Regions from separate parts of the Mus musculus genome. Here regions 2, 3, 4, 5 and 6 are each linked to region 1. Evidence: chromatin contacts called from public Hi-C, HiChIP or PLAC-seq, capture Hi-C and promoter capture Hi-C data. All regions are on one chromosome and are shown on one strand. The core of a region is the stretch at or near the end of the contact, and the rest is flanking DNA. Distances in the headings are between cores, read along the strand shown. Region 1 holds the start of Rpp21 (ribonuclease P 21 subunit). Region 2 holds the start of Olfr94 (olfactory receptor 94). Region 3 holds the start of Gabbr1 (gamma-aminobutyric acid (GABA) B receptor, 1). Region 4 holds the start of Zfp57 (zinc finger protein 57). Region 5 holds the start of Rnf39 (ring finger protein 39). Region 6 holds the start of Vars2 (valyl-tRNA synthetase 2, mitochondrial).

Region 1 (3,809 bases), core at 372-2,871:
AAACTCAAAAAGAAAAAGACATACATCGGTCCTTCCATTGTTTCCCAAGGCAACTTGGAGAGGAGTCAGATATTAGAGGAGAGAGAAAGGTGTAGCTAAAGCCTTGGCCTTAAGGAATGTTCCTAAGTGGTTATTCCCAACTTGTCCACCTTGCCCCCTGGCTCAAAGACCTAAGGAAAGAAGGGAAGGTGATGGAGTCTTTCTCACCCATGAGAACAGGGTAGAAGAGGGTGGTTTGTGTAGCAAAGGGCCAGAAGACAGCTAAGCTTCTATTTCTATCCTTCACCCTTTGACATTCCCCTTTTCAGAGAATGTAAATTATTTTAATTTTAGGCCAAAATAAACAACCCATAGGGTACATATTTTGTCACAAAAGGTACCAGATGCATGCCAAACCAAACAACCTGGATTATCTGCTGCCTGGGTAATCTTCACACAAGACTGAGACAAGAAACTGCAGTGAGGGCATTCAGTTCCTCCTACCACCTCAACAGGACTTTGTCCACTCTACTCTTACCTTTGTGCCTTGACTGTGGTTCTTTGTGGCAAGATAATTGGTTGGTGAAAATATGGAACAAAGGATCCACTAATGTGATCTCTTGAGTTGCGTGGTAATTTGTCAGTGGATGGGTGTGGAAACTGTATGTTCTTGAGTCTCACCTTCTGTCCTTAATGGAGGTTTGGGTAAGCTTAGGAATCCACATTTTAATACACTCCCCTCATTTGTCTCTGAAGGCCCATACAAAACACCCAGGGTAAGTTTCAACGAATTGCCTAACTCTGAGCCAGCAGTCTGGTTCCCCACAGATCCTGCAGGGGCCTGGATCCCTCTGCTTCTGACCTTAGCCAGTAACTGGGAATCAGAAGTAAACACCAAGCCAGGTTGAATAAATGAGAAAAGGTCAGAGGAAGGAGGGTGAAGTAGATACTAATAAATAGCCGAGGAGACCGGCCATGCTGTTGTCTGGTTATTTGTGCTGTTCATGTAGCTACTAGCCCTTGGAACAGCAAGTGCCTTTAATAAGAAGTGGGAGAAAGGCAAGAAGCTCTTTGCTTAGGGATGTTTTGTCCTGTTAACTTATTTCCTCCCTTGTGATCTGATCTTTCACACTTTCAGGTCCATGGGCACTAATGCTTTTTATTTTTGAGACAGGGTCTGGCAATGTAGCCCATAATTCATATCCTGTAATTTATGGTAGTCCTACCTCAACCTCTCCAGTGGTGAGATAGCCAGAATATAACACCAGTTATTCTGGGCATTGACTGTTTTGTTATGTTACATCCGTTCATAGAAGTCCCAAGCATCTACCCTCGGCTTCAGAAGAGTAAGACAAAATCTAACCCAATGTCCACCGCAAACAACCCTCTTTCCAACCATAAAAGACAGGACTTCGGTCCTGTTATGTTTATGTACTTTAAGATCCTTTACCTGTTCCACGTCTACCTAATACGTGAGGGATACCAAACTAGGGCTGCCTGCACACAGAAGACCTGTGGGGTCCTCTGGTTTCTGACAGAAGCTGGTGCGGGGCTGAGGGCCCCCCCCCCTCCCGCACTACAGTTCCCAGCAGACGTTGCGCACTGCGCACGTCTGGGGCGGGACATCCGCAAGGAGGGGCAGACACTCATGGCGGGCCCAGTGAAGGACCGGGAAGCCTTCCAGAGACTCAGCTTCCTGTACCAGGTGAGACGCGCTCGGGGTGGGTGGCAGCCCGGTGTTGCGGCCGCAGAGTAACCTGGATGGCCGTCCTTGTTCCCAGGCTGCACACTGCGTCCTCTCTCAGAACCCCGAGAACCAGGCGCTGGCTAGGTTTTACTGCCACACAGAGAAAACCATCGCGAAGCGGCTGGTCCTCCGGCAGTAAGGCACAGGGTGGCGGGCAGGACCCGGGGCGCGGGCTGGCAGGCAGGCAGACAGCGACCTCCTCTCTTCCTCACCCAGGGACCCCTCTGTGAAGAGGACGCTCTGTCGCAGCTGCTCCTCTCTCCTCATTCCGGGCCTCACCTGCACGCAGCGCCAGAGACGTGAGTGCTGCCCCAGAGACATTTGTGAGGTGGGGACACTAGAGGACAGGGCAGGGCTCAGCAGCTCCACCTAGAGATGGAGACTTTCTGCAGCTGACTTAGTCCCTAAAACTATCTTGGACTACATGACACTCCTTAGTTTAAAAAAAAAACAAAAACAAAAAAAACAAAGCGATTTCGTTATTATTTCATTCCTAGGGTGCATTAAGCACTACTTACTAGCTGAGTGGGTTGTGGAGGTTCACGCCTTTTATCCCAGCACTTGGGAGGTAGAAGCAGGTGGATTTCATGAGTTTAAGCCTATCCTGATCTACATAATCCGGACTGGCCAGGTCTGCATAAAGAAACCCTGTCTCACACAAAAACACATACTGTCTCTTTGCTTTTGGTTTTGATTTTGTTTTGTTTTGTTTTTTGGCACAAGTGTCACAGTAGCCCAGACTGGCCTCCAATTCCCTGCAGTCTCCTGCCCCCACATCCCTAGCTAGGATTACAAGCATGAGACAACACACCCAGCTACTGGAGTCGTAATTTTAAATGCTTCAGTTGGTAGGGGTAGAGTGCTGAGTCCTACCAGTGGCAGGGAGGTAGGTATAACATGATAAACAAGAGTCAAACACTCTAGACGCTGGGATTCCCACACGAGAGAATGTGTGCTTTGTAGGGGCTTGGGAGATGGTTCCGTGGTTACTGTGCCCGATAAGCTTAAGTGTGAGGGCCTGACTTCAGATCTCCAACACCTGTGTACAAGCAGGTTGTAAGCCCAGCCAGCCTTGGGGAGCAGGTGAAGACGTACAGATCCTCCAGAGCACTCTCTGGCCAGGCAGTCTAGCTGAAAACATCTAGTCCCAGGTTCAGTGAGAGACCCTGTTCCAAAAAGACATGGTGGAATGTGGTAAAGGAAGACAGACACCCAAACTAGATTTCTGTCCTCCACATATATATCTAGATGAGTGTTCCTGTGTGCATACACACACACACACACACAAACACACGTACTCATGCATATAACAGTAACACATATGTGTATATACAATATGAATGTATAAATAAAAATAGGAATTTTTAAAAAAGAATCTGTGCTATAAGAAAAGGAATGCTCAGGAGGCTGGAGTTTGAGGTGGGCAAGATGGAGAGAGGTGAAACTGGACAGGAAGCTAGGCTGTGTTAAAGAGTTTGAACTTCACTTTAGAGTTCCAAGGGATTGATATGTATGCAGGCCTCCCACACACATCAGATCTACAAACCAAGTGCAGATGGGATGGATTTTCTATTGATGGTGGAAGGAAGACTGCAGACATACAAAAAAAAAAAGAGCAAAACCTTTATGTCAGAAGCCTAGGCACTTCCTTCTTTCCCGTTTATGCCCCAGGCCGAAAGGGACAGCGCTGGACAGTACAGACCTGTCTGACATGCCAGCGGAGCCAGAGATTCCTCAACGACCCTAAGCATCTGCTCTGGGGTGACCGGCCTGAAGCCCAGCTGGAAAATCAGGCAGGTGAGCAGTGGTAAGGAAAGATAAAGGAGCCTCCAAGAGATGGGACAGTAGAGAGCCAAGAGTAGGAAAGGGGGTGAGCCTGGTTAATATAAGGTGTGTTGGAATCTTAGGAAATTAATTCTTCTCTGATTCTCCTCCTATGTAGACATCAATCCATCAGAGCCCCTGCCAAACATAGCTGACCTCCCCAAAGAGAACATTCAGACTCAGGCTTTGAACACCAGTGAATGACTTCACTCCACTTGCCAGATAAATAAAGTTGAGTTGTTTGACTTTGTGTTCTGTG
Region 2 (3,809 bases), core at 654-3,153, 940 kb before region 1:
GACCAGTAGGGAGATATATATATGCACAATGCACAAAGGCCCTGGGTTCAATTTCCAACACTAAAAAGTATCAAATAATGAAAACAAAACTGTATATGCTAGCTTATAAATAGGGGTGATAACAGTTAACACTCACCTACTGTGTGCCAGGCACTGTTCAAAGCACTCTGTGTATTTAACTCTTGTTACCAACTTATGTTTCCATGGGACGAATAGGGGCACAGAGGGGTTAGGTACATGCTCATGGGTATCATCTAGAAAGTAGCAGAATCAAGACTCAAATCTAAGGAGCCTTAAGTTCTTATTCACATTGAAACTTTCTCTGCCTGGTGAGGATAAGCAAGGTGTTGTATTGGGAGACGGATTACTTCCTGAAAAAAACTAAAAAGCTTGTGATTGATCGATTGGGGGTGGGGGTGCGTGCCACATCATACGTGTGAAGGTCAGAGGACAACTTGAAGGAGTCAGTTCTCTTCCACTATATGGATCCCAGAGTTGAAACTCAGGCCATCAGGCAGCAAGGGCCTCTACTTGGTAAGACATCTTGCCAGGCCAGAGGGCTGTGGTTCTTTTTAAATTAAAAGCACTAAGTGTGTTCACAAGTTATATATGTGATATCTGTCATAAAGCATGCATAGAAAGACTCTTGTGCAAGTTTTATCTATTCTATCAACCATGATAATTTCTGTATCCCCCAGATTGTTGAATTCAGTATCAATACCTAGAGCCTTGAAATCGAGGTCCTTTTTGTTTCTTGCATTTCTTTTAAATTTGTTTGAGAAACAGTTGACAGGAAAGCCCATGATAGACCCAAGAAGTCAAATTCCACCACCATTTACACATGACAAACTTGAAGGAGAATGATATGAAATGATTTCTACATCTCAAATAACCAACCAGACACTGTTGTTTTAGCTGAGTACAGTTTGAGGCCTGAGGGCTCCTCATTTCTGGTCTGATAGGAAGTATTCCAGTATAACATGTTAAAAACAAACTCACAGAGTAGGAGCATAGCTCAGTCTGAGCATGCTTAGCATGTGCAAGGTCCCAGATTCAATCCCCAGCCCAAGGGGGGGGGGGGCGAGGCACAATAAACTTTAAACGGGTTTATTTGAGCAAATAGCTATTTCTGAATCAGGCAAAAGTGGTTCAGTGGGCCACAGCCGGGAAACATAGGGAACATTTTGATAGGATGAACACAGAAGTAAAACAAAGAAACATTTGGGTGGATGCTGGACACTGTAGCTCATGATTATAATCCTAGCTCTCTGGAGGTTGACACAAGAGGATCAGGAGTTCAAAGGCCATCCTCTGCCTCTCAAGTAGAACTGAAGGCCAACCTGGGCTTCATGAGGCCCTACTGGAAAGAAGGGAGGGCGGGAGAGAGAGAAGCAGGCAGGGAGAGAAGGAAAGAAACCTCAAGACAGGCAGAGACAACGGAGGCAGAGAGGAAGGAAAGGAGACTAAGGACAAAAATATTTGATTGGCTACAGTTACCATATTTGGTGTAGTCCAGTGGAAACTATAGCTAGATATTTCTTGGCTCCTCCTATCAGAGCGCACTTGGCTTTAACTGTTGCATAAACAGAAAAGTGGATGATACTGCTCCATCTAGTCTCACTCAGGCTTAACTCTTAGACAACGCCCACTTTTAAGGAAAACTGGGGGCGGGGTGCTCAGAGTGGAGTATGCCCTTCTTATACAAAGTATCTTTATAGCTGCCCTTAGGAGGAATGCTGAATTTCTTCCTTAATCCCTGGAAGGGCAACCAGAACCAGGAACACAGACCTGGTTAGCTAGCGATAGACTTAGGACAATTTGATCTTGTAAGTTGTGTCTAATTGGCTCACCTGTTAAGCACAGTTTCTATCCCCCTTGAAGGACTTGTAAAGGAATACTGGGATGTGGCTATGTAACAAAACCAAAACTTGGGCATGTGCCGAGTTTATCCCATATTGGAGGTTCTTGTTTGTTGTGGTTAGCGGTAAGACAGGGTTTTACTATGTAGCTCTGGCTGGCCTCGAACTCACAGAAATTTCTGGCCTTTGCCTCCCAGCGCAAGGCCCGCAACACTGTCTAGCATTAAATATTTTTGTCTCGCCTTCCGAACCTTCTTGGAGTTTTCCCCCTCAGGCTAACCACAGCTCAGCGGAGCGCTTCCTACTGCTGGGTTTCAGCGACTGGCCCTCTCTGCAGCCTGTCCTCTTCGCACTGGTCCTTCTCTGCTACCTACTAACGCTCACCGGCAACGCGGCGTTGGTGCTGCTGGCCATTCGCGACCCTCGCCTGCACACACCCATGTACTACTTCCTTTGCCACTTGGCTCTGGTGGATGTGGGTTTCACCACTAGTGTGGTGCCACCGCTGCTGGCCAGCCTGCGCGGCTCAATGCTGCAGCTACCGCGCGCTGGGTGCATGGCTCAGCTGTGCTCATCGCTGGCGCTGGGCTCCGCCGAGTGCGTGCTGCTGGCCGTCATGGCGCTGGACCGCGCGGCTGCGGTATGCAACCCTCTGCGCTACACCTCACTGGCCTCGCCGCTACTGTGCCGCACGCTGGCCGGAGTCTCCTGGCTCGGTGGCCTGGCCAACTCCGCGGCGCAGACCGCCCTGCTGGCCGCGCGTCCCCTGTGCGCACCCCGCTGTCTGGACCATTTCATCTGCGAGTTGCCGGCGCTGCTGCAGCTGGCCTGCCGCGGCGGCCGCAGCGCCACCGAGCGCCAGATGTTCGCCGCGCGTGTGGTCATCCTGTTGGTGCCTTCGGCGGTCATCCTGGCCTCCTACATCGCCGTGGGCCGCGCGGTCTGGGGCATGCACTCCAGCTCTGGCTGGCGGAAAGCGGCGAGCACATGTGGCTCTCACTTGACCGCGGTCTGCCTATTTTATGGCTCTGCCACCTACACCTACCTGCAACCCACGCATAGTTACAACCAGGGCCGTGGCAAATTCGTCTCGCTCTTCTACACGGTGGTCACTCCCGCTCTCAATCCTCTCATCTACACACTGAGGAACAAGGAAGTGAAGGGGGCGGCACTGAGGCTCTTGCGGAGTCTGGGGAGGCCATAGGTGGGACAGTGAAAAAACTGAGAAGGGCTCAGAGTCCTGGAAATAGGATGCTCATAATTTTTGTCTGTGCATAAGGATCTGCAAGTTTTGTGCTCCGTGAGTTCTGGGTTAGTAGCGAGATTCTTTTCTCTCACCGGGTAGGGTTTGAATTCTTGCGGGGTGCGGAGAGGGGACTCCTGAAATATATAAACACTCTTAAATGGTGATGTGGTAAATGGCTCTTGGGACTCTCAGTAAGGAGGGAAGCAGGATGCAGGAGGGGGTCAGATGCACTCTGAGGAGACTTTGTACCAGCCCTGAAGAATCCACCTGGAGATAAGATGATGAGCACCCTGGTGCTGACCTTTATTTTTTTCTCCAGGCTTACAAAAGACCTTAAAAAATTCCATGACCTCGCCCATCAGGTGGAGTCTCTCTCGGGTTAACAAAGAAGTTATGGGCCCCACCTTACAGAGATCTCTTCCAGAAACAAGACATGGTTTCCATTCTTGGGGAGCCAGTCCAGCTAATGCAAACCTAGCCAGGTCACCATGCCCACTACAGAACGTCAAAGAATGTCTGCAAATAATAGGCAATTGTGCTGGCCCTGGTTAAACTGGGACTCCCATCTGCCGGATAGGATAAGGCTCTTCCCCTTCCTTGCCCACCCGACACGTGGAGAGGGTGTTAGGTTTTATTTCATACCAAATATCTTTAAGAAGATGATGACTGAATTTAAATAATTTATTAGACTATGATCCAGTTAT
Region 3 (3,809 bases), core at 800-3,299, 790 kb before region 1:
GACAAAGGTGTCAGAAAATGTAATGAAATCGTCTTATAACTTAAAAAATAATCTCTCATTAATGAACCTCAAAGGATAACTCAGATGAAAAATCAAAGTTATTTCACCCAATGATCAGTATCCTCATGAAGACGATGAAGTGAATGTGCTGGCTGCTTAGCTTGCTTCCTCCCACTAGCTGCTCACAGCAACACCCCTCCTCCTACATAGTACTCATTCATTAAACGTATTTGTGAATTTGGTTCCACTGGATTTAAATTGCTGACTTGCAAAACAACTAAGGATGGTCTGCAACTGAGAATGGAAGGGCCTGAAGGAAGGGGGCAGGGATGGTGGGTGGCTTCCCAGGCTACTCACCACAGCGACTGGGTGTGTCCATATCCGTCCAGGAGCCGTTGGCCAGGCACTTGCGCACCTTGGGCCCCACCACCTCGCGTTCGCCCCGGCACACATATTCAATCTCATAGTCCACAGGCAGGAAATTGATGGCCTTCACCTGGTCGCGAGTCAAGCCACGGTACCTGATGCCACCTTCCCAGGGCGGATGTATAATCTGGCAACCTGAGAGGGAATGGGGAGGCACAGGGGAACCGTGGGAGCGGGAAGGCAGCGCGCAGTGGAAGGGGGAAGAGCAGGGCGTGGTCAATGGTGGGGTTGGGGCAGGGGGACAGAAAAGGAGGGGCACACGGGACACACGACTGGAAGCTGGGAGTGGGAACAGTTAAGAACCCCAAGCTGCAGAACCCAGCGTCGTGGGTTAGGGCTAAAGCTGGTGCGAGAGTCCACCGGTTAAGAAGTATAATGGAGACAAATATCTAAGAAGAAATCCTAAGGGCTATAATGTTCGGTGGTTTAAATGAGGGACAGGGCCGAAGGAGAATACCGGTGAGGACCACACAAACCCACTGAACAAGGACCACACAAACCCATCAAAGCAACAAGGTGGACTACGGAAGGGGGGCGCTGTAGTAACGTGGGGCCCGGAAAGGGAGGTGGGGCTGAGATAATTCGGGGTCACAGAAAAACGGTGTAGTGTAGCAACGTGAGGTAGAGGAAATGGGTGCTGGTGGTGATGCGGAGTGACAGAAAGGAGGTCAGGAGTTGTGAAGTGGCTGCGGACCAGGATGCCAGGGATGGGGGCGGGGGGAGGTCCTGCCGCAAGAGTGATGAGGAAAGGAGACGTGCAAGGAAACGAGCTGTGGGGTGGAAGAGGTCCAGGGCGCCGGAGATGGGTGCACCTTCCGAGGTGACGTTGGGGGTCTGAGCCCCGCCAGCGCCCAGGGGGCGGAGGAAGAGAGGCACCAGCAGCAGCAGCAGCATCTGAGGAAAAGGCAACAGTGAGGGCACGGAGGAGCCCGCCGGCCGCGGCCTGGGCCAGCCGACGGACAGGTCTCGCTCCGCGCACCTCACGGGCTCCAACCGCGCGGTTCGGGACGCGAAGGGCGCCCCGCGGAGGAGGCGGGGGCGGAGCCGCACGGGCTGGGGGGGAGAGGAGGAGAGAGCGCCTGTCCCCACCCTCCTCCGGCCTCCCTCGGCCCCCCACCCTCCCGGGACTCCACCTCCTCTCAGCAGCCCCTGTGGCTAGCGCTAGCCCAGCTTACCCACGCTCAGGGGTCCCGCTACCCCATCACTCGCCTCTCGCACCCGAACCCCACGCACCCCCCGGCCCTACCCTACGTCCACCGGCCTCCTTGCCAAGCCCCGGTCGTGGGGCCCCGGTCTTACCTCGGCGGCCGGTCCCGCTCCGCGGCTCTCCCCGGGCCTCAAGGGCCCAGGCCCGGCCGCGGCTCCCCGTTCTCCCTCCCGGTCCTCCAGCTTCCCCTCCCCCTGTTCTTCTTCCACAGGAATCCAGGCTCCAGCCCGGCCGGGGTCTCTCCCCTTCGCGATCGCTACCCGCAAACCCCACCCCCGTCTCTCCTTCCCCGGGGCGACGGCGGCCGCGAGAGCACGGTGCCGGGAGGGAAGGAGGCGGCGCCGGGGACCGGGGAAGCTCTCGGGCGGAGGGAGGAAGGAGGGTGCAGGGGAAGACGGGGCGGGGGGAAGGGAGGGGGAGATCGGAGAGGGCGCCTCCCACAACCCGAGCCCCAGGAGCCGCCCCGGATCCCGGCCCCTCCCTAGACCGCCCACGGCGCGGGAGGGCGTAGAGGTAGGATGGAGGGGAACATAGGCGACCACGCATGCAGGCGGGGGACTAAGAGCTGCCGAGAGACCCGCAGACTAGACTGATGGAGACAGGAGGGGGGGCTGTAGGGGGTTATAGGACCCAAGCCTAAAGCAGAGGAGCTGGCACAAAGACAAGGAGCCTGGATGAAGGTGAAGAAAGGATGTGTTTGTACAAAAGGAAGACAGATCTGGACCTGGCGTAAGGAGGGAAGACGTCATATGCCTGGGGAACAGACCTTGAAGGGGAAGGGAGAATCAAGGGTCAAAAGGGCAGCCGATGGTGGAGGGAGCACTAGGAGAAAAATAGGATAGAAGAGCTAGAACTGGGAGCCCCGGGTGGCTCGTTAGTCCAGCAGTAGGCTACTTGCCAGCTTATGGCGGGGAGCAAGAGATCAGGGGCATCAGAAGAGATACTGAGGTAGATGGAGAAAGGAGAGGGCATAAAGAAAGAAAACCTCTACGTGAGCATGAGCCTGTATTATCAACACTCGGACCAGACCTGCCATTCTTGACTAAGGGTAAACTGGAGGCCCTGACAGAGAAGTCTGACAGCCAAAGCTCCTGCATTGCGATTGTCTGTCCATAACTTGATGGACAGAAAGATGAAAAAGGGAGTGTGGCGGGGGCTGGGGGAGGCACTCCTTTGCTGGCTAGTTCTTCCAGAGAGGTGGGTGGAAAGCAGGTATTATGAGACCCAGGAGAACCAAGGCTCTCAACCTTCAACCCTATGTTAGAACAAGTATTTGTAATGACTCCTAAACCACGAACTAATAATCATAGATTACATCACTTCCCTATGCACGTGACTAAAAAGAACAAAATATTTCCCCATCTATAAGAAGGAGCATAGCAATTTGCTACAACATAAACAGTATTTTAGAGTGAGTGCCGTTTCCCTCGAAGCAGGCAAATGCTTACACCTCTCCTTAGAGTCACAGAAATGAAACTTCTACCAACACACTGATACAGGTGCATAGCCAGTGACTCAACTACCTCCGGCATGTTGCCATCAATGTAGTGACTTCAGGAAATGTTGAGCAACTCTTGGTAGCAAAGTCAAGCTTCCCTAAACTCACACAGAACTGTAATTGCATTCCTAGAAAGTTCGCTGCATATTCAGACCATTAAAAAAAAAAAAAAGACTATTAAGTTCTAGGCTCAGATAATTAAACACAAGTTTTTACCTACATGAATGTCCTGGGGGACTTCTGAAAATCTGGATAAAGAGAGAACTCTTATCTGGCAGGAGGACAGCTTTTACACAGGTTCTACCCATATGTACACCCCCTCTCACAGTTCTAAATACAAAAAAAAAAAAAAAAAAAGCCCCACAAGCTTTTAAATGTTGCCTGGAAAGAGTCTGAGAACCACTGGACTAAATAGTGAGCAAAAGAGAGTAGGAAGGAGTTCTAACCACCAGAAGAGACAGCCACCCTCCTCTGAGTGGCCTGCCCTCTCAATAAGACCAACTGAAGTTATGGATACCAGTGAGGGAAGTTTCTCAGATAGTCAAAAAGAAGAGCTACCTGGCCGGGTGTGGTGGTGCATGCCTTTAATCCCAGCACTTGGGAGCAGAGGCAGGCAGATTTCCGAGTTCGAGGCCAGCCTGGTCTACAAAGTGAGTTCCAGGACAGCCAGGTCTACAC
Region 4 (3,809 bases), core at 942-3,441, 740 kb before region 1:
TCCTGCACTGTGGTAGAGCCTTCTCCGCAGTACCAAGAGAGGTAAATTGGCTCCATTTTCACAAACCTCAAGAATAAGCGTTAAGTCATCCATTCTAGGATGTGTGATCCACGGGAAAGTAAAGTTTAATTCTAGATTCAGTACCACTGAAAAGTACATACCTGAATGCGTCACATACCACTCTGAGTTTTGTCTCTTCATCCTCTGACTTGATTTCACTGGAAAGATGAGAGCTTATATCTCTTCCAGGACCAGAAATTAAAATATAGATTCTGTGATTTGAATGTGTGTGTGGTATCCTGGGGCTCAAACCTAGAAGCTTATGCCTGCTAACCAAGTGCCACTGAGCCTTATGCATACCCCTAGCTCCATGACTTCAATGTTTAATATATAGATACGATATTTCCAATGGACCTAGCCTTTGATGACCTCTTAAGCTGAAAATGTCACTAGGTCAGAAATGCAAGTAATATGCCTACCGAACAGAACCTTATAGCTTAGTAACAAAGTACACTGACAGTGTGTAGTTTCCTTTCCTGATCTACTAGCTGTCTGGAAAGTGTAGCCTGTGACTACTACCCAGCATAAAGGACTATCAGAGTATCTATCTATCCCTATGCACCACATAGTACTAGTCTAGGGACGAGTTAAATCAAACCCCAAAATAAGCTGTCTGACTATGTAAGGCCATCCCATCATTTTGGATCATTTTAAGTCTTGGCAGCGTGAGTCCAGTATCACATGTACAGCACAGTGATAACAACCCAATATCATTTAAATTCTTTGTTCACTCTGAAATTTTTTTAATTTCTATTTCTCCTCTCTAGATGCAGGGAAGCATAAAGGCACAGAGACTCGTGGCCCTTTCTTTTCCTCTCAATTCTTTTGCTACGTGAAAGTGCCAGCAAGGAACAAGGCATTCAAGGAATCGCTAGCTCTGATCCCCAAAAAAGTTGCCAGGAAAGCTGCATTCTGAGGTTGATTTTCTTCCTTCCTTCTGTCTGTCTCACCTCTCATTATTCTTCCGTTGGAAAAAAAAAAAAAAAAAAAAACATTCCAAACAGTGTCTTCCAGGACCTGTCCATACAGTTCTATGCTAGTGTCTTCCAGGACCTGTCTTTAACCATTCTCAGCAAAGACCCCTTTATCAACAAGTCTTAACAATAGCATAAAGATGCGTGGTGACCTAGACGATTACCTAAACACTAGGAAGGCTGAGACAGGATCTCCGGGAGTTCTAGGACAGCCTGGGCTACAGAAAGCATAAAACATCATCAACAACAGCAGCAGGAGCTGCTGCACATTCACACAAAGCAGGGAGTGGTCTTTAATATAGATACAGGCTGATTAAGGAGACTGACAGGTGTTGGGTACCTCCATCCACCTCCTCACTCATTTACCTCTGATTGTTCTTTCCTGGTGCAGGAGCCCTGAGAAGGCAAGAGACTAAATAAGACTTGGCTGTTGATTGGCCGGAGGTCAGGTCCCGTCCCTCCCGACTCCCACCCCCCTGGCATGGGAGATGGGCCAGGCCTGGCCTCACCCTTCCACTGGGTAAATTTCTGGAGGGACTGTGCAGACGTCTCTCAACCCTGAGTGCACTCCTCCAACTAAAGCCCATTCATTGTTTCACAAATCTGAGGAGTCAGCCCCAATAGCACAAAGGAAGCTAAGACAGGAAGATCAGGCAAACTTGCCACAATACACCCCGTCTGTCCGGCTCTCTAAAATCTGTGGCCCCGCCGCTCTCACGCACAATCTGACAAGAAATGCCCGCCGGCTTTGCCCGGTCAGCCCCGGTCCCAGACTCTAATCCCCCGAGGTTTCAGCCACGTGAGCCTTTCCACCGCGGAGCCAGGCGGCTTCTCCCACCCAGGTGTCGGGCCCTCGTGGCTCCACCGAGGGAGCGGCTCCACCCGGGTCCCCGCACGCTCTCACCGCGCTCGACAGCCCTACTTGAGGCTCGGCAGTCCTGCCGTTCCCAGCGCTCGGCTTCTGAGCCGTAGCCTCGGACCACAGCCACACAAAGGGCTGGGCGCGCGTTCCAGCCTCGACCAGAACGCAGCGGCGTGAAACCCAGGAAGGGGCCCTTGCCAGAAGTCAGGAATCCGCTACTTTGTCCCTCTGCTTCCGTTCTGCTCCGTCCGCAGGTAACACATCTCAAGTGGCTGTCTGCCAAGGTCAGAAATTTAGATCTGAAGAAGCCCAATGCCTGAATGCCACGCCTTCTCGTCCCGCCTACTGTTGGTCTTCACTGGTCTCAGCTGCGCTAGGAAATTCCATTTCCTAAGATAAGTATTTACTCCTGGGGTGGGGAATGGGAGTGGGGGATGGGGGTAGGGGGTGGTGGGAGGGACGGGTGACTCAATTTCCGTAATTCCTTGTACTAGGCAGCTGAAAGTGAGTTCCACGCCTGCCTGGGCTACACAGTAAAACACACACACACACACACACACACACACACACACACACACACACACACACACACACACACACACACACACAAATAAAATAAGGTAAGACTAAAGAAAAACTGGAACACTTCGCAGACAAGTAAAGTGGGCCGTGGAGCAACATCTTAGCTAAAGTAAAATCCAAGAAAGCACAGGAGACTTAGACTATAGTTACAGGATAGCTCAGTAGTTAGAGAGGATTCCAGGACACCTAGCACAGAGAGACCTGTAACCAGGGAACCCCACACTCTTCGTTTGGTACCATCCCATATGTGGCATTCACTCATACAGACTCAGGACAATAAAAATAATGATTAAAAAAAAAAAGATACAGACACTTCACAGGTATCACATCACGGTCAAGTCGTATTAGTGTTTCACATACCAAATTCACTTCAGTCTCTCTCTGTAATCCTTTCTTTTGTTTGTTTGGATTTGTTTTTAATAAGTTCCATTGGAATTATAACACTTAACCCAGGTCTCAGGCAGCCAAAGCACAAACATAGTTGGGGAGGGTGATAGGAAAGTATAGAAGGTACTAGGTTGCTGGGTGGTGGTGGCGCTCGCCTTTAATCCCAGCACTTGGGAGGCAGAGGCAGGCAGATTTCTGAGTTCAAGGCCAGCCTGGTCTACAAAGTGAGTTCCAGGACAGCCAGGGCTATACAGAGAAACCCTGTCTCGAAAAACCAAAAAAAAAAAAAAAAGAAGAAGAAGAAGGATTGAAGCAATCCATATGTAACAGGCCTGTAGTGAGGTAAAAGAACAAACAAACAAACAAAAACCACGCTTTCCGTCAATAATGAACTGTTTCTCACCCTGACTTCAAATTACCTTATTTACAAAACTGAGCAACCATAATTAGCTGATTTAGGTTCTTCAACTTTAAATAAATAAATAATTTATTTATTTATTATTTACTTACTTTCTTAGAGACAGCTCTTCCTAGGAACTCACTATGGAGCCATGCTGACCTTGAATTCAAGACCCCCTCGACTCAGTGATTGAGTGTATACTGGCTTCTGGTCCTTAATTCTTGAGGTGGAAACACCATGTTGGCCAGCAGGTAGCCCCAGCACACAGTCAAACACTATAGGACAAATGAAACCCTTACAAAGGTTGGTTCAACATTTTATGCTGGCCACTAGGCTGTTTCCAGCTGATGTTTGATGTGCTAAGAACCTCTTGAGAAAGCCCAGGCACATTCTAGCCCACTGCACTCCACCTTTATCTAGCTCAGCATCCTTCTTCCCGTGCTTCGCTGATGTCTAAGAAATGCTTCTGTCTATAAATCTTTAGTTAACTACACTCGTCCGCATAGCACTGGGTTTGTCGCCTCGCCTCTTCAGTTTCAGCACC
Region 5 (3,809 bases), core at 652-3,151, 690 kb before region 1:
GTTCCTAGCTTCATCCAGACTGTTATATGCCTTCTCCATCCTTCCACAGCCTCAACACAACTACTTCTTACCTCTTGTTTAATCTTCCCAGGCCCACGCTCTCTTTTAGTATGCTCTCCTTCTTTAGTTACCAGCATGTCTTCCAGATATATGTCCACCCCGTCACCACAAAAGGGACACACACCCATATTCCTTGAGCTAAGAGTTGTTATATAAAAGCCTAACAATAAAGCTGCTCTCCTTTTTGTCTTAAAAGCTCAGTGGCGTTTATTGGGCTCTTTGGTTTTATTATGTCTCTGTACCCTCAGGCCCCTGATCTCAGAAGTGTCCTAAGAGACCCTACAGATTTTGTAGGGAGCCATGGAAGCCTGAAGAGGGCGCTAGATTCTCTCACCCTCCAAACACTGGGTTTCCTTCATCCCTCTTTTCTGATTCCAGAGAGGATGGCTGGGAAGGCCAGTGTGGCAGGAAGAAGAGAGGATGGCAATTACACCTAGACTAATTAGGTCTGTGAAGCCTTCAAAGGGCGGAAGCCAGACCCAGGGCGGGAGGGCTGCTAAGGGGTAAAAAAGCCAGATGGATGGTTTTGAGGTACTGTAAAGGAATAGGAGTGGTTGATGTCTAAGGGGCTCAGGGAGGGCCTAGTGGAAAACTTTATGGCTGCAACGTGGAGACTAGCAAGAGGCCTGCCAGCTGTTCACCCCGACCTAGCTTCCACCTGTTTCCGCCCGTGCCTGGGGATCTGGGAGGAGCTGAGAACAATAACAACCCACAGTTCGGCTATGGCTTGTTAGGGGAACCCCTGCCTCACTTGAGGCACTTTGATTTGACACACACACACACACACACACATACACACACACACACACACACACACACACACACACACTCACACTCGCATTAGACTCCTAATTTCCCATCCCTCCATTTCTGCTTTTTCTGCACCCAGTGTCAACCTTGGCTCCAGTGATTCTGTTTATTGGGTCCTATCACCACCCTCCCTGGGCTGCTCCTTTCCCTAATCCGGGTGTCTGCACCCCATTCCCCTTTCTGGCTCCCACCCCGGCTCTCCAGGAGGCTTCTGAGATCTCTAGGGGGCTCAGCCTTCTAACTGCCACTAGCCTGTTTCTTTCTGCCTCTTCCCTCCAGCCTCCTCCTCCCCTGACCGAGTCAATTTCTTCCAGCCTGTCCTACCTCCCTTTCTCAAACTACTCACTCAAGACTTGGCCAGTCTTTCTCCCTCCCTCCCCGCTTCCTCCCTTTCTTAAAATTCTTATTTAAAATTCCTTTATCTTTTCGATGTAGCCATTTCTGTACTGGAACTCGCTATGTCTATCAAACTGAACTTGAGCAATCCTCCTGCCTCCGCTTTCTGGTGCCAAGCTGTCTGCCACCTATATTTCCATTAGGGCTTCAGAGCGAAAAGCATGGCTCCCACCTTTGCTAGGACACCCACAAACCTCTTCTTCACCAACAACCAGAACCGGAGAAGGCGCCTTACCTCTCCGTGGGGATCCAGGCAACCCATGGTGGGGATGCGGCCACCGCGTCGTCTCCCGGCCCGGGCTCCGGGCTCCGCCAGTTTCTCACGCAGCCCACGGCTGATGCGCACCTCCACTGCCAGTCGCACGTTGGACCTCAGGCTGCGTCTGGGGCATGGCTGGCCACAGCACGGGCAGGAAGGGGGCGCCGCCTCCGAGCCGGACGCCGCCGGGGCCCCCCAGCAGCGCGCCAAGCACGCACGGCAGAAGCTGTGTTCGCACGCCAGCAGGACTGGGTCCTCGAAGGGGCCCCCGCACAGCGGACATGTCGCCAGCTGCTCCAGACGCTCCACCAACCCCGGGCCCAGCTCGGGAGCCTCCATGGAAAGCAGGGGTCCCGACGCACCCTAGTCCTCAGCCGCCCCCGAGCTCGCAAGTGGCGGACCACGCCCGCTGCGTGCTGACTTGACGCCCCTCGCTGCGCCTCCCTCATTCACTTCGCACCTCCTATCTACCCCTCTCCCGGGCTGCCTCGGTTACCCAGATCGGACTCAGAGCGTCTCCTCACCACGTCAGGTTTTATAGGGAGGGAGGAGGCCCGGTGCAGGAGGTAAACAGCAGACCTTGCGTAATGCCTCATCTGGTTCTCCCGCTTCCCTAGTAGGGTTTGGGGCAGCAGGGTGTGAAGACTGAGACACCTAGGTTCTAGAACCTAGGAGGTGAGCACCAGGGCATGCGCTGTGGGCAAGGTAGCACTGTTGGGTTTGGTAGCCCCCGTGAGTGAGTCCCTGAAGAGCGTGAGTCTCCCCCCTTGGCCTGCGGTGTGCTTTTGGTGGGCAGGATGCCCAGGCTCGCTCTTGGCATGCGTGCTCACATTGCCAGGGCATGAGTCATCCCAGGTGGCTGGCACACCTACATCTGGGGGTTGGGGGCCCGGAAGCTTGGGTCCTGGACTGTGTGGCTTTGGCAGGCCTCTGAGTGTTGGCGTGTGGTTGTCACTCCTGGCGCCTCTCTGCCTTCCATCTTCCTGCCTTGCCTATTAAGGTCTGGGGACACGCAAGCTTCTGGAGAAGAGCTGGAAGCAGGCGCCTACACACTCTTGCCTCTCAACTTCAGGCTCTGCATCCTCTCTCTCTCTCTCTCTCTCTCTCTCTCTCTCTCTCTCTCTCTCTCTCTCTCGTTTCCATTTTCTCTATGCTTTTCCTTTGTGTTTTTATTTTCAGCTTTCTTGTTCACCTTTACTTTGTACCTGACAATTACTCATTTCAACTGATCTCAGAGGCCCAGAGACCCAGATCATCAAGGGAATCAACTTACCCATTTGTTTAAGTGACAGATCCTGGGAGCTCCCTTCTGCCTTCATTTCTGATCTTTCCTTGTTACTCCCCACCCCACCTCTATCACCATCTCTTCCTTCTCTCCTCTCTTTCTTCCTGTTCTCTCCTCTTCCTAGCTCCCCTTTCTCTTTTCCTAGCCTTTCTGCCTGGATACATTTAGGAAATTCTGAAAAAGCTCTGTTTGTCCCCATATGTGACCACAAACACTGTTGCATGTGTACCATGCTCATTGGTGTCCCACTCCAGTACGCACAAGCCTATAGATAGATACACTCATACAGTACAGGCATTACAAACATATCTCAGTAGTCTCATAACATTGTGCATCAGGAGGTTGTTGAGGGACAGATGAACACTCAACCAAAATAACCAGAGAGGAACCTTGTCATTAGTTTTATTGTTGATGATAATAACAAAACAAGGCATGGGCTTTACAGAGCAGCAGCACTTTATTGGGCACCCCTTCCAGGCACCCTTCTTCCTCCCCCACAGTTACTAGAGAGGTACTCAAATGTGACACCATGATAAACAAACCTCCACAAACAAACACAGACCTCCCAGTGCAACATCAGGATGCACCAGCAAAATATGAGGCTGGGTGTGTTGGTGCATGCCTGTAATCCCAGAACTCAGGAGCATGAGGCAAAAGGATTGCCATGAGTTCCACGCCAACTTGGGCTGCATATGAAACTATCTCAAAAAACAGCTCCCATTCCAACTTAAAAAAAAAAAAAAGACCCAACAACGATCTAAATCTGTTTCACAAAAGATGCATTTCTATGCAGGTAGAAGGGTACCGTGCCACGCAAGACACTTCATCCAATTCCTAGAAACTGACGAAGACGTTGCCTTACTTAGAAACAGAATTAAGTTGAGGTTGTACTATGTTTGATGATTGGTTGAGCTTAGAGAGACTTCCCAGAGTACATAGGTGAATCCACTGTAATTACAAGCATTCTTAAAGTTCTCAGACTGACATTGCTGACATGTA
Region 6 (3,809 bases), core at 884-3,383, 590 kb after region 1:
TCAACCTCTCATCTGGTGTCTCTGGGGCTGGGGGCACTGTGCACCAGCCAGGCTTCATTGTCGTGGAAACTAATTACCGACTGTACGCCTATACCGGTGGGTCTGTGTGGGGGTGAGTGGGTAGGGAATGCAGAGGGGAAGGACACAGGAAAAAATCCAGTTAGGACCGTGTTTCCTGGGTGGTTTATGTAGCTCCCTAGTATTTATTCCTACACTTGAGGGTGGGGCTGGAGGAAGGCAGGGCTGGGCAGCCTCCTCACTCCTCCTCCTCTATCCCTGGGGCAGAGTCGGAACTGCAGATCGCTCTCATTGCCCTTTTCTCCGAAATGCTCTATCGATTCCCCAACATGGTGGTGGCACAAGTGACCCGGGAGAGTGTGCAGCAGGCCATTGCTAGTGGCATCACAGCTCAGCAGGTATCCCTACTTGGAGTAGAGGTCGGGAGAGGGGCTGTGCTCATCCTGGGGGCCAAGGTATTCCTGTCACAGCCTCAGGTCTGTCAGGGGAGGTGGCGAGTCACCGGGGTAACCTGGAAGGTCATGGAGTGAGACGGTCTAGCTCTGAATCTGTCTCACTCCACAGTTCACGGCTGCCTTGTCTTTGCGAGCCTTACTCTGCTCCCAGTAAACAGCAGTCCAGGGGTGCTGGAAGACTAGATGTTAAGATGCTTAGCTTAGAGCCTGCTGAGATATGGTTGCTACTGCCATCTTAAAGAAAGAAAAACAAGGCAAGACTATGGAGAGAACAGATGCATCATAGAGGGACTCGCAGGAGGTGCACCTGAAAGTAACAGTAGAACAGGCCTGGGTCTTGTCAGGCTTGTGGCTAGGAGAACAGAGATGCTGTTTCAGTGACATTAGCTCAGATGACTTTCTACATTCTTCTTTTTTAAAGTTTTATTATACATAAGTACGCACCAGAAGAGAGCGTCAGATCTCATTACAGTGGTTGTGAACCACCATGTGGTTGCTGGGATTTGAACTCGGGATCTTCTGAAGAGCTGTCAGTGCTCTTACCCACTGAGCCATCTCGCCAGCCCGATTTTCTACATTCTTGTGTTTTCCTAGATAATCCATTTCCTAAGGACAAGGGCACATCCAGTGATGCTCAAACAGGTATGACTGGGTACCAAGACTCAGGGGGGCTGGCAGCCTGGGCACCTAGCCGCGAGAGGATGGATGAGAAGCCAGGTCCTATAGCCTCACCCTTGTCCTGCAGAATCCTGTGCTGCCCCCCACCATAACAGACCAGATTCGGCTGTGGGAGCTGGAAAGGGACAGACTCCGGTTCACTGAAGGTGAGTGGCTTCCGCTGACCTAATCTCAATCATTGGCTAAAGAGGTAAGGCCAGCAATTTCACGCAAAAGTTTTGTGCATTTCGTATTTGTTTCTCAAAAGGGAAGGAGAGGAAGACTGATCTTTTATTTTGGTATATTAGTAGCAGGAAATATGTCCCAAATCAGTGCAGTTTGAATTAAGCTAGGTGAGGGGATAAGAGGCAGGGTAATTCAGTCTTCTCTTTAGGTGGGTTTGCGTGGCTTTTCTTGTGGATTCTGCTGTCTTTTCGAGTGTCTGGATGCCACAGGTGTTAAAGTTGAACAGTCGACTATCCGTAGAGAATTAGTCCTAAGAACTGTGGCCTGCAGCCCCTGCCTGCATGCTGCTTGGAGGGGCAGAGACCACTGCAGCCCCTCACCTCCTGCCTGTCCCACCCGACCCCAGGCGTCCTGTATAACCAGTTCCTGTCGCAAGTGGACTTTGAACTGCTGCTGGCCCACGCGCGGGAGCTGGGCGTGCTTGTGTTCGAGAACTCGGCCAAGCGGCTGATGGTGGTGACGCCGGCAGGGCACAGCGACGTCAAGCGCTTCTGGAAGCGGCAGAAGCACAGCTCCTGAGCCGGCCAGGTCCAGCCCCGGGCGGGCAGCTTTCCAACTCAGATGTATTTTGTTTACACACCGGGATATTTCTTGTTTAATAAAATTATGGAAAAAAATCTACGCGGCTTCAGACGTCTGCCGGCGTTTCCCTACCCAACGCAGTGATACCCGCTTCTAGCCAGAAAGCCGGAGGAGCGAGAGTCTTTTACGCATGCGCCTGCGTGTCCCCGCCCACGCATGCGCGCGCACCTCGCCATGCACCTATCGGCTCTGAGTTCGCCGGGACGTTCGAGTTAGAGGCGCATGGCCGAGGTTGCGGGGGTGGGGGTGGTCCCAGGCTTCCGAACCCCAACCTTCGTGTCCGCGTCAGTGCCCGGTGACGGGCAGAGCTCCCGCCTTCTCTGGACGCCCTGGTTTCAGTGATTCCAGAGTGCTGTCCACACCGTGCGCTCCGCCCCTAGGCGGAAGGACGTAGAGTGAGAGAGGGTCCTGCGGATGGGAGTGAAGGGTTGCGACCTCCTGCATCCCATGGCCTCGTAGTGAGCAGACCTCCATCCCTTCCCAAACACTCCCGATGCCTCATTTGCCTCTGGCCTCTTTCCGGCCACCGCTCTGGGGGCTGAGGCCCTCATGGGGTCTTTCCAGGCCCCAGGCACTTTGTACACAGCCGGAGCCCCACGGCTCCCCTGTCTCTCGGAGGAACCGTGAAGCCAAACAGAAGCGCCTGCGCGAGAAACAGGCGGCCCTGGAGGCTGGGCTAGCTGAGAAGAGCAAGGTCAGGGGTCAGTCCTTGGGTCTCCCAAGACTTGGGAAGGGGCTGAAAGAGACTGGCGCAGGGATCCAGATGACTGTGGTGTATTGGGGATTGCAGCCTCCACCCCCACTCCGCAACACACACACACACCCTGTTTCCTCCCTGCAGATACCTGCAGTGCCCACTAAGGCCTGGAGTCACAAGGAGGTAGTATTGTATGAAATCCCCACCGGGCCAGGTGAAAAGAAAGGTAAAGTGTAGGGTGTGTTTTGCGATGTTGTTGCTCTTTGGTCTGCTAACATGCAGTTCAGTAGTGGATCTCTGTTCTGCTTCCACAGATGTTTCTGGGCCCCTGCCTCCTGCTTACAGTCCCCAGTATGTTGAAGCGGCCTGGTACCAGTGGTGGGTGCGAGAGGGCTTCTTCAAACCAGAGTATCAGGTCAGTGCGCGGCAGAGGGCTTCTATGAGGTCCTTAAGACAGAGTGAGTGGCCCTTGAACTTGGTGGGCACAGGCTAACTTCACAGTTGATGTTTATTTCTTTCGGCCCCTGGTTTTCTTTTTGCCTCCCCCGTGTTGGATTTCAATAATAATAATAATAATAATAATAATAATAATAAATTTGAGACACTGTTTCTCCACGTAGTCCTGGCCGTCCTGGAACTCTGTAGACGAGGCTGGCCTCAAACTCAGAGATCTGCCTTCCTCTGCCTTTTCACACGTGTGCCACTACACCTGGCCTTCTTGAAGTTCTTTTTGCCCCAAGGCACCAGAGGGTGCTGTTCCCCTAGGCAACAGCAACAACTAGTTCTCCCTCGCCTCTGACTTCCTCATTCCTTCCAGGCAAGGCTGCCCCAAGCTACAGGGGAGACCTTTTCCATGTGTATCCCACCTCCCAATGTCACCGGCTCCCTGCACATTGGCCATGCACTCACAGTGGCGATCCAGGACGCACTTGTGCGCTGGTGAGAGGCGGTGGGGCCACTGCAGTTCCCGAAGGGAAGGCTGGAAGTGAGGATCAGTGAGCTCAGAGTCCCCATGGTGTTTCTGTGGCAGGCACCGGATGCGTGGGGATCGCGTGCTGTGGATCCCCGGGTCTGATCACGCAGGAATTGCTACACAGGTGGGTCTTGTGCCCCCCTCTGCTTGGTTGAAAGTGCCGTCTTTATGTGAAGCCTGA

The links. Promoter capture Hi-C pulls out the DNA fragments that hold promoters and counts their contacts. A called contact is a pair of places that touch in the nucleus more often than the background predicts. HiChIP or PLAC-seq counts read pairs in DNA pulled down with a chosen protein or histone mark. Capture Hi-C pulls out chosen DNA fragments and counts their contacts.
Region 2: a contact with region 1 is called in a capture Hi-C map of embryonic stem cells, with 8 times the contacts expected there. The contact joins the promoter of Olfr94 here to the promoter of Rpp21 in region 1. A contact is called at or near these places in 6 of 39 promoter capture datasets (the 3T3-L1 cell line, cranial neural crest, embryonic stem cells and 3 more), 2 of 115 datasets of contacts at active chromatin or transcription factors (astrocytes and embryonic stem cells) and 1 of 9 other capture datasets (embryonic stem cells).
Region 3: a promoter capture Hi-C map of neutrophils shows a contact between it and region 1, with 2.1 times the contacts expected there. The contact joins the promoter of Gabbr1 here to the promoter of Rpp21 in region 1. A contact is called at or near these places in 19 of 39 promoter capture datasets (the 3T3-L1 cell line, 3T3-L1-derived adipocytes, the HPC-7 cell line and 11 more), 8 of 115 datasets of contacts at active chromatin or transcription factors (SST interneurons, embryonic forebrain, embryonic midbrain and 3 more) and 4 of 9 other capture datasets (adipose tissue, embryonic stem cells, liver and 1 more).
Region 4: an H3K4me3 HiChIP or PLAC-seq map of embryonic stem cells shows a contact between it and region 1, with 7 times the contacts expected there. The contact joins the promoter of Zfp57 here to the promoter of Rpp21 in region 1. A contact is called at or near these places in 7 of 39 promoter capture datasets (the HPC-7 cell line, cranial neural crest, frontonasal cranial neural crest and 4 more), 1 of 484 Hi-C or Micro-C datasets (embryonic stem cells), 7 of 115 datasets of contacts at active chromatin or transcription factors (bone marrow-derived dendritic cells, embryonic forebrain and embryonic stem cells) and 1 of 9 other capture datasets (adipose tissue).
Region 5: a contact with region 1 is called in a promoter capture Hi-C map of pre-B cells. The contact joins the promoter of Rnf39 here to the promoter of Rpp21 in region 1. A contact is called at or near these places in 18 of 39 promoter capture datasets (the C10 cell line, the HPC-7 cell line, cranial neural crest and 10 more), 8 of 484 Hi-C or Micro-C datasets (cerebellum, embryonic stem cells, erythroblasts and 4 more), 14 of 115 datasets of contacts at active chromatin or transcription factors (bone marrow-derived dendritic cells, bone marrow-derived macrophages, embryonic forebrain and 6 more) and 5 of 9 other capture datasets (adipose tissue, embryonic stem cells, liver and 2 more).
Region 6: a contact with region 1 is called in a Hi-C map of erythroblasts, with 2.8 times the contacts expected there. The contact joins the promoter of Vars2 here to the promoter of Rpp21 in region 1. A contact is called at or near these places in 2 of 39 promoter capture datasets (erythroid cells and pre-B cells) and 1 of 484 Hi-C or Micro-C datasets (erythroblasts).

The regions. Positions count from the first base shown.
Region 1 is chr17:36,255,658-36,259,466 of GRCm38.p6, reverse strand. Rpp21 (ribonuclease P 21 subunit) reads left to right here and starts at 1,621. Exons shown (of 5, transcript NM_026308.2): 1 at 1,621-1,684; 2 at 1,761-1,861; 3 at 1,943-2,025; 4 at 3,398-3,523; 5 at 3,669-3,794. The coding sequence starts at 1,628. The coding sequence ends at 3,754. Trim39 (tripartite motif-containing 39) reads left to right here. Exons shown (of 7, transcript NM_178281.1): 7 at 1-594.
Region 2 is chr17:37,196,060-37,199,868 of GRCm38.p6, reverse strand. It overlaps Olfr94 (olfactory receptor 94), which reads left to right and starts at 1,903. Exons shown (of 1, transcript NM_001011518.1): 1 at 1,903-3,063. The coding sequence starts at 1,903. The coding sequence ends at 3,063. Ubd (ubiquitin D) reads right to left here. Exons shown (of 2, transcript NM_023137.3): 2 at 3,768-3,809.
Region 3 is chr17:37,044,206-37,048,014 of GRCm38.p6, reverse strand. It overlaps Gabbr1 (gamma-aminobutyric acid (GABA) B receptor, 1), which reads right to left and starts at 2,049. Exons shown (of 23, transcript NM_019439.3): 1 at 1,726-2,049; 2 at 1,239-1,320; 3 at 358-561. The coding sequence starts at 1,320.
Region 4 is chr17:37,000,907-37,004,715 of GRCm38.p6, reverse strand. Zfp57 (zinc finger protein 57) reads right to left here and starts at 2,191. Exons shown (of 5, transcript NM_001013745.2): 1 at 1,939-2,191; 2 at 1,401-1,430.
Region 5 is chr17:36,941,143-36,944,951 of GRCm38.p6, reverse strand. Rnf39 (ring finger protein 39) reads right to left here and starts at 1,901. Exons shown (of 4, transcript NM_001099632.1): 1 at 1,502-1,901. The coding sequence starts at 1,864. It overlaps Gm33595 (a long non-coding RNA gene), which reads left to right. Exons shown (of 2, transcript XR_385575.3): 2 at 1-255.
Region 6 is chr17:35,665,916-35,669,724 of GRCm38.p6, reverse strand. Vars2 (valyl-tRNA synthetase 2, mitochondrial) reads left to right here and starts at 2,133. Exons shown (of 29, transcript NM_175137.4): 1 at 2,133-2,652; 2 at 2,800-2,881; 3 at 2,970-3,070; 4 at 3,473-3,594; 5 at 3,686-3,752. The coding sequence starts at 2,452. It overlaps Gtf2h4 (general transcription factor II H, polypeptide 4), which reads left to right. Exons shown (of 14, transcript NM_010364.4): 10 at 1-96; 11 at 286-416; 12 at 1,068-1,115; 13 at 1,219-1,297; 14 at 1,723-1,997. The coding sequence ends at 1,895.